3 separate regions of the Mus musculus genome follow, and all the other regions are linked to region 2. Evidence: chromatin contacts called from public HiChIP or PLAC-seq and Micro-C data. All regions are on one chromosome and are shown on one strand. The core of a region is the stretch at or near the end of the contact, and the rest is flanking DNA. Distances in the headings are between cores, read along the strand shown.

What was found. Hi-C and Micro-C count contacts between places; a contact is called where the count stands out from the background. HiChIP or PLAC-seq counts read pairs in DNA pulled down with a chosen protein or histone mark.
Region 1: a Micro-C map of the HL-1 cell line shows a contact between it and region 2, with 2.2 times the contacts expected there. The contact joins the promoter of Casq2 here to the promoter of Slc22a15 in region 2. A contact is called at or near these places in 2 of 39 promoter capture datasets (the 3T3-L1 cell line and 3T3-L1-derived adipocytes), 1 of 484 Hi-C or Micro-C datasets (the HL-1 cell line), 3 of 115 datasets of contacts at active chromatin or transcription factors (embryonic forebrain, embryonic stem cells and stem cell-derived neural progenitor cells) and 2 of 9 other capture datasets (adipose tissue and liver).
Region 3: an H3K4me3 HiChIP or PLAC-seq map of embryonic midbrain shows a contact between it and region 2, with 3 times the contacts expected there. The contact joins the enhancer-like site here to the promoter of Slc22a15 in region 2. A contact is called at or near these places in 8 of 39 promoter capture datasets (the 3T3-L1 cell line, 3T3-L1-derived adipocytes, the HPC-7 cell line and 4 more), 1 of 15 datasets of contacts at CTCF or cohesin (the NIH/3T3 cell line), 5 of 484 Hi-C or Micro-C datasets (muscle stem cells, nephron progenitors, neural progenitor cells and 2 more), 6 of 115 datasets of contacts at active chromatin or transcription factors (embryonic forebrain, embryonic midbrain, embryonic stem cells and 1 more) and 3 of 9 other capture datasets (adipose tissue, liver and pancreatic islet).

The regions. Positions count from the first base shown.
Region 1 is chr3:102,084,871-102,088,447 of GRCm38.p6, forward strand. Casq2 (calsequestrin 2) reads left to right here and starts at 1,545. Exons shown (of 11, transcript NM_009814.4): 1 at 1,545-2,002. The coding sequence starts at 1,769.
Region 2 is chr3:101,922,947-101,926,415 of GRCm38.p6, forward strand. It overlaps Slc22a15 (solute carrier family 22 (organic anion/cation transporter), member 15), which reads right to left and starts at 1,507. Exons shown (of 12, transcript NM_001039371.2): 1 at 1,086-1,507. The coding sequence starts at 1,172.
Region 3 is chr3:102,059,877-102,063,438 of GRCm38.p6, forward strand. No RefSeq gene overlaps it. Among named protein-coding and RNA genes, the nearest start is that of Casq2, 25 kb to the right of the region's middle. Within about 2 kb of position 2,240, at least 36 of the 459 cell types and tissues checked have an H3K27ac peak or open chromatin away from gene starts, as enhancers often do. A contact at or near this core is called in muscle stem cells, where this site is marked.

The DNA.
Region 1 (3,577 bases), core at 295-2,794, 160 kb after region 2:
AGACAGCCCAGAGACTGCATTCCTGGGAGAACGGTGACCCTGGGAGGACAAGAGAGCAGTCAGGGTCATCAATGCTGGACTCGCCAGGGCCCTGCTTACCTGCACATGGCAAGTTTACAGAGCTTTCATGGCAGCAGAGGGCCTCAAGTCAGACAGGACACTGGGATTAGCTTTTCCTTCTGGCCCCTGGGAAAGGTGCTGGTGGGATTTCTAGCACAAAGAAGATAAACCTTGGCCAGGCTCCCAAGCACCACTATCTCCTCTGAAGAGCACGCAGACAGAACCATCATCTGACCAGAAGAAAGTACCAAAGAGTCACCCGAGGGGTACTGGCAGGGGATCTGCTGAACAAGAAGCCACACAGCGCAGAACCCTAGCTTCTGCAGTGTGGCGGCTTTGAGAACGATGATTCCCAGACACACCCATGGTACAGGGTCCGCCTAAGTCAACTCATCTGCACACTGCACGGGAATCAGGTCTACACAGTTGGCTGGCTGAGCTCGTGGAGAGAGTGGGCAGGCCAAGCTTCACACATGATATTAGAAATGGACGAATTATTATAACGCCCGTTCCATCCTCTCTAGTGAGAGGGAGCCACATAGAATGGCTACTGTTTTCAAGGGCTTGCTAAGTGCTAGGCTCTTCTCTCTGTGTGGTCTAAACACCAGGGTTACAATCTCCCCCACTCTAAATAATGGGGATCTGGGGCTCAGAGAAGCTGCAAGGTCCTCCAGAGTCAGCCAGCCACCAAAAAGGCAGAGTGGAGATTGCAGCTCTGGTCTGTCCCAGCTTGGATAAACTGCCTATCTCTCTCTGTTGCTAATGAAGAAAGGAACAAAACAGTGTCTTGTCTTAAGAGCTAATGAGGGTGGGGGTGGGGTGGGGACAGGACCTTGGCAGAGACCCCAAGGATGTTCCTGCGGTGACCGGTAAACTTCTCTAAAAATTGACTTTAAAATAGATCACCGGCTTCCCTGCCTCCCACAGCTGCTGGAAAAGGAAGTGGGCTGGATCCGCTACCCGTCCTCTGTATGCTGGGTCAGTAGGAAAGCATGTCTCTGTGTCCCTGGCCGGCAAGGACATGTGGACGTGGTGCTGCCAGCACCGGGCTTCCAAGAAGACCTAGAAAGGCATGTGGAGAGTGTGCCTGTCCTCGGGGGGAACAGAGCAGCCGGGGAAAGGCTGCAAGGCTGTCCTGGAACCGACCAACACAATGTCTAAGTGGGATTTTTGATGCTCTAAGCGTTCGTGTTCTTACTGGCACCATCACCCCTTCTTGCTTTCCGTTCTCATCCATCCCCACGAGTTTCCTTCTTTTCTTTGACTTTTGGTGCCCCTTTATTTCACTTGCATACGGTCCCTCCAGTCTCCTCCTGTCTGCTGTCCTTCTGCCGCTGACACGCTGCATGGACAAATCCCTCAACAGTGTCATATCTGACTTTTTTTTTAAAAAAAATTATTATTCATTGCATGATTTATTTTTAGCTCGAAACAACTGCATCCTAAAAATGGAGTTCTTAATGAGACAGAGGCTGGGAGAGCTATGTAAGGTATCTAGGGCTTGGCCTCCCAGCCCGTGCCTGGCTCTTGCTCTGTGCGCATGTGTGCATTTGAGCCTCCACAGTTTGTTCTGAGCCCACGACTACACAGCTGCAGGACCAAGGAGGTGAAAGCAGCCTCTTTGTTCCCTCACCAACATCTCTAAGAACCTTCCATCCTGTCTTCCATGATCTCTATTCTGGAGACTGAGAAGCAAGACTTTTCCCAAATGAAGAGGATTTACCTGCTCATGGTGGGGGTTTATCTGCTGTCCCTGAGCGGGGCAGAAGAGGGGCTGAACTTCCCCACGTACGATGGGAAAGACCGAGTGGTCAGCCTTTCTGAGAAGAACCTCAAGCAGATGTTGAAGAGATATGATTTGCTCTGTCTCTATTACCACGAACCTGTGTCTTCAGACAAGGTCTCACAAAAACAGTTCCAGCTGAAGGAGATTGTACTGGAGGTAAGTTGGGGGGGGGGGCAGCAGCCTCCTGTATGAGAGAGCATTAGTGACAGTATGGCATTTAACAGGAATATGGGAACAAGGGCATGGAGAATTTGTGCAGAGCTCTCCTGTGTTACTGTAGTCTCACATCAATGGAACTTTTTTTTTCTGCAGAAGTGGACTCTGTGGGCAAACTCTTAAGGTGGAAGGGAGTGAGGGGGTTGCACACTGACCCTTCTTTATCCAGGGAGCAGGGCAATCATTGCTCAGGACAAACAGCTGATGCTCACCCATGCAGAAGCAGTGCAGGGCAGAATGAGAGGCCTGGCAGCCAGGCTCCAGACAATCTATCTAAAGCTCTTCCCTTAGAGGTCCTGATTCGTCAGGGGTTCTTTTCCCACCTGCCCCTTTTCTAGAACTTTCCAGCTATTGTTAAAAGCCACTGGTTTAAAGGAAACCGAGGGATTTCCTATGAGTCCCTTCAGGGCCGATTCCCCATGCTCTTCTCAATCCTCTCCCTTGGATCTGGAAAAGCCAGGGTCCTTTGACCTTGCCTCTGCTCTTGGTCACAGGGAGAGCGACCATGTCATTTTCCCAGGCAACTTTAGAGTGTGGGTGTGTGCTCTTCTGGACTGTGTATTCATTAACAGACAGGTGTGGTTTTTTTTTTTTTCCTCAGAAAGTTCTTGATGTGAGTTTTGAGCCTACACTGAAGTAATTTCTTATTTTATCTGTATTACATGACCTGTTGGTCATCTGGCACTGGGGGTGGGGATATTTCTAATCCTTTGCAAGTGCCACAGAAAGACTCTGCATCTCCTCCTGGACAGCTAAAGGCCACTGACACTTCAAGAATACCCATGCTGCCAAGATTCCTTCCCAGTCCCCATGGCTGGCTCAGCACACAACTACAGGGCTGTGCGAGAATTAACCAGACAGTACTTCCAGGATATTCAGGCTAATCAAATAACACAATTAGCAAACTCACCATACAAAGACCAGGGAGATTTAGAGTCTCAAAAAACGACTATAATAAAATCCAGCAAACCACCTGAATATATCAAAGTCACATTGAAAGAGGGAAAAGAGCATTTCATAATTCAAAATGTCCCCTAATCAGCCGGGTGCTAGTGTTTAAAAATATCTCCAGAGCCATCCTGTTCTTCGCAGGCTCTATCTGCCCTGGGGCGAGGGCAGTGATTTTGCCCCTTCTGTGGGAGGCAGATGGAGGGGAAGTGGGCCCTAAGGCTGTAGAGGCAAGAAAAGCAACAGGCTGGGAGAAGAACAGAGCTGGAGCACACTGGCTGCACAGCTCATGAAATGGACACATCATCACTGTGGCAACTGCCATTCTCAGGCACTGAGATCCTGTCTTATGAAACATGTCGCTGAAAGCATAGAAATTCTATTTGGTAATTTCATCACTGACTCGTTAAGCTAGACTCAAAGGAACTCCTCCATGGCCAGGGCACGGTGACAGCCATGCCTTATTAAAGCGCACATGCACACACATCACTGCAAGTATGTCCCTTGTGAATACTTAGTTCTGGGACCCCAAACAAAACCATAAAAAGGGACCACCTTGGGCTCTAC
Region 2 (3,469 bases), core at 257-2,756:
AAACCATTATACATGAAGACCAGACATTGCAGTTGCAGTTCTATTTCTCTATACTAATTCTTACTCTGCTAAGAGAAAGGCTTCCAAGTATCACCACTTGAACCGATGTTCTGCCTGGTGCTGAAGTCAACTGAAGATTTTAATGGGGAAAGAGAATCAGTAGATTAAGTTTTACCTTACTGCCTCTCTTCCTGCTGCAGCATCAACACAACGTTGAAGCAACTTGTGGGCTCTGGTTATAACCGCGGCCAGCCAGTACTTCCCTTGCAATAATACCTTAACTTACTTAGCTCAGCTGTCAGCCTCACAGTGTCAGTGTCACAGACCACTTCATCCCAGGATTGCAAGCCTCCGGGACAGGGAGCTAGCTTCATTTTCTGGCCCTGGTGGTAGGGATCAAACCCAGAGCCTTGCACATCTAGGGCTTTACCACTGACTGACCTGCTTCCTAGGGACAATCTGAGCTGCTCAGGCTGGCTTTGAATTTGCCTAGAAGAAGAGCCATCCTTCTCCTGCCTCAGTTTCCATAGTGCTAGGACTACAAGAATGAACCTCTTAAAGAGCCCAAGGACTCCTAAAATCAAGAGTTTTAGGTTGAGGTGTGCAGCTGGTTTCTGAGAATTCAATACAATGAACCACACTGTGTGGATGGTATCATTTCCCTAGACCAAAGCTGGCCTCGGAGCTTAATAACCCAGTAGAACTTTAACTAGAGAGAAATAAATTCCCGTGGATGGAAAGCCCCTTTAATAGGAAGCCTCCCTCAATCTCAGAGAGGGCTGAAGGAGGCCATACTAGCTAGACCTGATCTTTTGTGGGCAGGTTGTCCATGCTTTCTCTGTCTCACTCTGTAAGGGGTTAGGGTGCCGAATCCTTTTGATCCCGGGTAATGGGTTTCATCTTTCAACTAGCTCTGGTGGCGAAGTGTCAGTGCCAGGCTCTGGGTGACAGCCTGGGAGAGCTCAGTGGCTGGCCCGCCACCGCGCGGCGCCCGCCCGCCCCCTCCCTCCCTGCGCTCTCGCGCCACACCTGGGGCCAGCCTGAGCTGAGAGCGCCCCGGGGGCCGCGGGGAGCCGGGGACTCACCTGCAGCAGCACAGCCAGCAGGAAGCACAAGTACATCTGATAGAGGCCCATCTCGCCCACCGCCTGGAACGCCTCCTCCACCTCCATGGCGGGCTCGCGCCCGAGGACCCGGCCGCCACCGCGACGGAGGACCTGGCTGCGCGGTGGCTGAAGATCGGGCGACGGAGCGACCGAGGACTGAGCCGGGCGGGGACGGAGGGCCGAGCGGCAGGGACCGGGAAGGAGGACCGGGCGGACCGCGGCCGAGGCGGGGACAGAGGACTGGGCCGAGCCGGGGGTGGAGAACCGGGCGGGGCTGGGGCCCAGGCGCAGGCGGGACCCTGCAGACGACCGGGTCCGGGGTCGCGGCGGAGATGCGATGCTGGTCGCCCCGGCGCGGCCTCCCCGCTTCCTGTCAGAAGTGACAGGAATTTTTGGCGAGCGGTTGGCTGGCGCGCGGAAGGGAAAGAGGAAGTGGGTGCGGCGCGGGCGGCCAGGGCGACTCACGGGAGGGGCCGGCAGCTCCACGCCGTGTCCCGCGGGGTTCGCCCCTTCGCACAAAGCGGTGGAATGCGGGGGCGCTCAGAGCTCTAGAGCCTTCCGAGAAGAGGGCCGGGAGGCATCTGTCCCCTTCCTCCTTTGTCTTGCTTTAGGTACACAGGGTCAGATGTAAGCTCCGCGCCTCGAGACATCCACTTAGTAGTGCCCACTAGGCCCACGGACAAGGGACAAGGGACAAGGGCAGGGGGTCATGGTTGCCAAGGTCTGTCAATGGAGTTTGGCACAGGGCTGAAGAAGTGTGGGGACAGATTACTAGTGGCCCCACACCTAATCCTGTTTTGTTTTTAAACTATTGCAAGTATCTAAACCAGCATATCTCAACATGTGGGTCAGGACCAAAGACCCTTTCACAAGGGTCAGATATCAGATATTTACATTACAATTCATAACAGTAGCAAGATTACAGTTATGCAATAACAAAAAATTATTTTTATGGTTAGGGGGTCACCACAACACGAGGAACTGTGTTAGAGAGTCACTGCATTAGGAAGGTTGAGAACTACTAATCTAAACTATCGCTAAGTTTACCTTTGCTTTCTGTTGGTGTGATAATAGCATGACAGAAGAAACTTGGGGGCGGGGGGGGGGGTGGAGTTTATTTGGCTCACAGTTTCTCTCAGAGCCCATCATTGCTGGGAAGTCGAGGCACCAGGAACTTAAGCAGCTAGTAACATGGCATCCACAGACAAGAACAGAGGGCAGTGATGTGATGGATGCGCTCACCAGTGATCAGCTAGTTCCCTCACTCATTCGTTCAGACTAGGGCCCAACCTATGAAATGGCCTCACACATATGGGGGGGGGGGGCTTTCTAACAACCCAGTTTTTAAACAAATTCCCTCAGAAGCATGTCCAGGGCCAACCTACTCTAGACTGCTCCTCACTGAGTGAATGGGAACTTCCTTCCCAGCCGAGGCTAGGTTTTGATCGTTAAAACGAACCATCCCCTGAATATAATACAGAGTATAATGGATGACCAGGAGGTCCCCTTGTCTTGCAAGCATTCTTGTTGTGCTTCCACAATTTCCCATTAATTATGTCTGCTGTTTATAACTGCCCTTTAGTGGTCATCTACCTAATTATTGTAATAAAATGATACAATGTTGACTATGGCAGGGTTGGAAGCAGCCAGTGTGGTGGCCACAAAAGATGAATTGGAAGTGCTTAAGCCAGTGGTGGTGGCAGCAGCCATAGAGGCAGCACAGACCTTTGATTCCAGCCCTGGGGAAGCAGAGGCTGGGCTCAGCTACAGAATGAGATCCCTGGCAGCCAGGACTACAAAGATAAAGCAGCAAGACTTCCCTTTAACCATATGGTCTAGCTTTCTTGGCAGGCAGTGCTCTCTGTGAGAAGAGGGAGGGGCAGGGAGGAGAGGGGTCACTCAGCTTTGTTTCTTATTAAAGAACTTTTACTATTTTTTTTTCTAAAAATGTTTCCATTTTTATTTACGACTGTTTTGGGAATAAACTTGCTCATTTTGCCCTCCTAGACCATGATCTGGCTGTATTTGCACCCCACTTTTCGTTATTTTTATTATGACATACTTTGTTTAGTGTTACATAGTTATTTATTAAATAATTCATTATTTGTTTTGCATTTTTCCCACTTTTTTTCTACACAGAAAATATTTGAATATAAAATTGTAGTTCGCAGACTTTGGAATTTTTTTTATATATATTTTGTTTAGCTTTGTTACTTTGTGATTCTTTTACTAGCTAGATAGTGTCAGTGTTTATAGCTTGTTGGCTTTCAACACTTTCTCTCCCTAGCCATCTTTGATTTATTTAAGATAAGCACTGCTGTATCCCAAGTTGGCTTCAAATTTGTTATATAGCCAAGGCTATC
Region 3 (3,562 bases), core at 990-3,489, 140 kb after region 2:
CTGCCAGCAGTAACCTAAAGAGGCCCCCTTCATCTTTTAGGGACCTTGGCTTAGGTGAAGCCAGGTTGTTGACTTTGCCAGAGAAGAGTTTTGAGATTAGGAAGCATGAAGAAGGGTCAGACTTATTGAAAGACATTTTACCATGGCTCTGAGCACAGGGGTTAGGAGAAGTGCACAGGGAGGAGAGTAAGTATGAGAATGGCCTTTGGCGTGGCCTTTGCTTGTCACAGTGGTGACTGGATGCAGAGTTTTGGTAGCTTTGGGGGTTTCATTGTCCCGTGGGTTTCTAAAGGACTCTCCTTGCTTCTACCTCCACTGCCATTTGATTGTTGAGATTAAATGGTGGCTCCAAAGGTGCCTTAGATGCCATTGTAACCAGATAATATAAAACCAGGAACCACTAGGGGGCGAGGACATGTGCTGTTACTGTAAATAGGGTTTCCGGTGAGTCTTAGACAATTAAGGTTTACAGACTGAAGGAGAAAAAGAAGCCTGGAGTAGCCTTTAGTTGTGTGTGTTGGAGTTCTTGGTTCTTAACAGGACGTAGGCTTCAGGCAGACTTTGGGGTCCCTATGACTTTCGCTGCCTTCCCACCAGCACTACAAACCCTTCCCCAGTGTCTGGGCACACAGCAAGAGCTTCGTGAGTGTCTGCAGAGCTTTCCTGTTGATACAGGCTCACAGCCACACCCTGATAGCCTTTTCTGAAAGTATTCTCCTTCGGTTTGTTCACAATGTGACCTAAGCTCCAGGAACCATATCTGCCACACAGAAGGGATATTTTCCTATAAAAGCCCCATGACCCTTTACTTTCAGACAGGTGCTGCTGACACATGCAGCCCCATAGCCTCACTGTGAACTGGCTTGTTCCAGAACATTCTTGGCCCTTCAATCTCAACCCAGCCTGTCCTTCCACTGTGCTTACCACAGTCCTTCACAGAGAGCCTTCTGGGTACTAGGATCACCTGCCACTGTCCCAGCATCCAGAGAGGGTTACCTGTCCTTCCCACCTTGAGGCATTGGGCTTTCTGCCTCTTTGGGTTGTCCCTCTGTGCATAATAAAGGCCAGCCATTCTTGGTAAGACAGTGACAGGTAGTTCTTCTGTGAAGCCTTTCAGAGTTACCCCTTCCCACTCCTGGGTCCCCACTGTGAGAACACCTGTTTGTCTGTCTCTATTTTGAGAGCTCCTGATGTGGTACTGTTCTCAGTCTGGTTTGAAGATTTTTATTTATGTGCATTTGTGTGCACCTATGTGTGGGTATGCACAGGAGCATGCACACACACACACACACACACACACACACACACACTCGACGATGCTTTCAAAGGCAGAAGGTTATGGGGCCTCCTGGAGCTAGCGTTACAGGCAGTTGTGAGCTGCCAAATGTGGGTGCTGGGAATCCAACTCAGGTCCTCTGTAGTAGCAGTGGGAGCAGACTGAGTCTGCTCAGTGATGACTCCAGCACCACCTGCTTTTGCATTCTGTTCTGTTTGCTTTCTTTCTTTCTTTCTTTCTTTCTTTCTTTCTTTCTTTCTTTCTTTCTTTCTTTCTTCACAATGTCTCCTGTAACCCAGGTAAACTTCAAGTTCACTATTCAGCTGAGAATGGCCTTGAACTTCTGATCTTCCTGTTTCTGCTTTCCGAATGCTAAGATTACAGGCAATCACCACTATGCCCAGCTTGTTACCAAAAATTGTAATCCAAAAGCTTGGATTCCAGCAACCACCACGGGCTACCGTTGCCTGCCTATCCCTGACTTGTCAATTAAAGAGACTGGTAACAGAAAGAATTAGTGGGGATTTGTTCAATATGGCCACTTAGGAAATATGAATAAATAATAGGATCCAATGTGCCCAAGACTATCTGTCAGGGACAGGGGTTTAGGTTTAAATAGAGGACAAGAGGTATATCTGAGCAGTCCTGGTCAAGGGGTGGCCCCGCCCATCACTGACCCTCATAGCTCAGCTCCGGTATTTTAGGTATTTCAAGGTGGTAGGAAGTTGATTGACAGCTAAGCTATTAATTGCTGGGGCAGCAGACTTGTCTTCATGAAAACTTGGCCACATTTGGTGAAGTGAGAGGTATCCTGAGCAGTTTCACTCTTCAAGGTGACTCAAGAGGAAAGGTGACAAGGTTTGGGGAGTTAGTTCACTGGCGCAGAGTTAGCACAGGAACACACGGAGTCAGCTCTGAAAATAAGTGAGTTCTTGGAAGCCAACAGGAAAGGACAACAGCTTATCTCTGTGACGACAGTCTAAGTACAGGCATGAAAGGAAGGCAGAGATACCAGGTCTGTAGGTCTGAATGGAGCCAGCGCTCTCCCCCCCCCCCCCCCCCCAAAAATAACCAGCATCTTCAGGTGTCTGTTTCAAGACGTCTGGTTTGCCCGAAGTTCCAAACCTAAAGTTTCTCTCATGGAAGCCCCCTCAGAAGTGTTCGCAGAGAGTTCTAGCTAGATTTGTTAAACTCCTGAACAGAGGAGGAGACAGCCTGAGGAAATCCAAGGATCCCCTTAAGGAAAGGGTAGACCTGAGGTCTGGAGACAGGATCGGGTCAGTGCACCCCGCCCCCTGTTGGAGAGAGGAAGAACTGCAAGCGGCTTTGGGCTGGAATCTGGAGGCCTAAGTGAATTAATTGAATGGCAGCTAGCCCAGCCCTGGAGAGGTGCTGGAAGGAGTGGAGTTCGCCCTGGACCTCTCCTCTGCCTCCCGCGCAGCAGTCCACATCTGTCCTGGGACAGGCACACAGACTGTGTAATCAGGCTCAGCTGGTAATCAGGGAAGTGCCGAACAGACGCTAGACGAAATTATCTCCCTGTCCCAGACAAAGTGGCCTTGCAGATGAGGGTTAAAACCAGACATGGTAGAAAAAACAAAGGAAGGAGAGTGGCAGCTGCTAAGGAACACCTGGCCGGTGGCCGGCTCCCAACTGTCTGCATTCACCCACAGAGCCTCCGAAGCCAGGGTGGGTTACCAAGGGAAGGGGGACTTCAGACCAGTGGCGTTTGGTGCCAGAATCATTGTTACAGGAGGAATAGCCTAGACCCACAGTTGCAAGAGAGGAGAGCAGAATCAGTTTCCGGCAAATGGCCAGCTGTGTAAATGAGCATGGAAACGTGCTCCCATTTCACTGAGGGGACTGTGCTCCCACTTTCAACGTGCAGATGGTATTAGCTTTCCCCCACCCTCTTCCCAGGATAAGAGTCCATTTCTATTCCTGTACTTGTGACATTGGGGTCTTCAGAAGGGACTTTGCAAGTGTTACTTGAAGCTTCCGAGTTCACAGGCTGTGGCAGAGGGGGTTTAGGGGGAAATAATCTTAGGAACTATAGAGATTGTGTGGAAGACGGAGAGCTCTAATACTTCGAGGGAGACATGCCTGGCCCATTCCGTAAGGGCTCTGTGTCAGGCACAGTGCTGGGCACATGGTGTTGAGCCAAAGTGAGCTGAGCAAGTTTTTGTCCTCACAAAGCTTCCTGTCATTGGGTACTGGGCGTGGCGGGAGCAAATGCTCACACAATGTAAAACTGCACCTGTTCAGTATTAGGAAGAAGGGATGGGA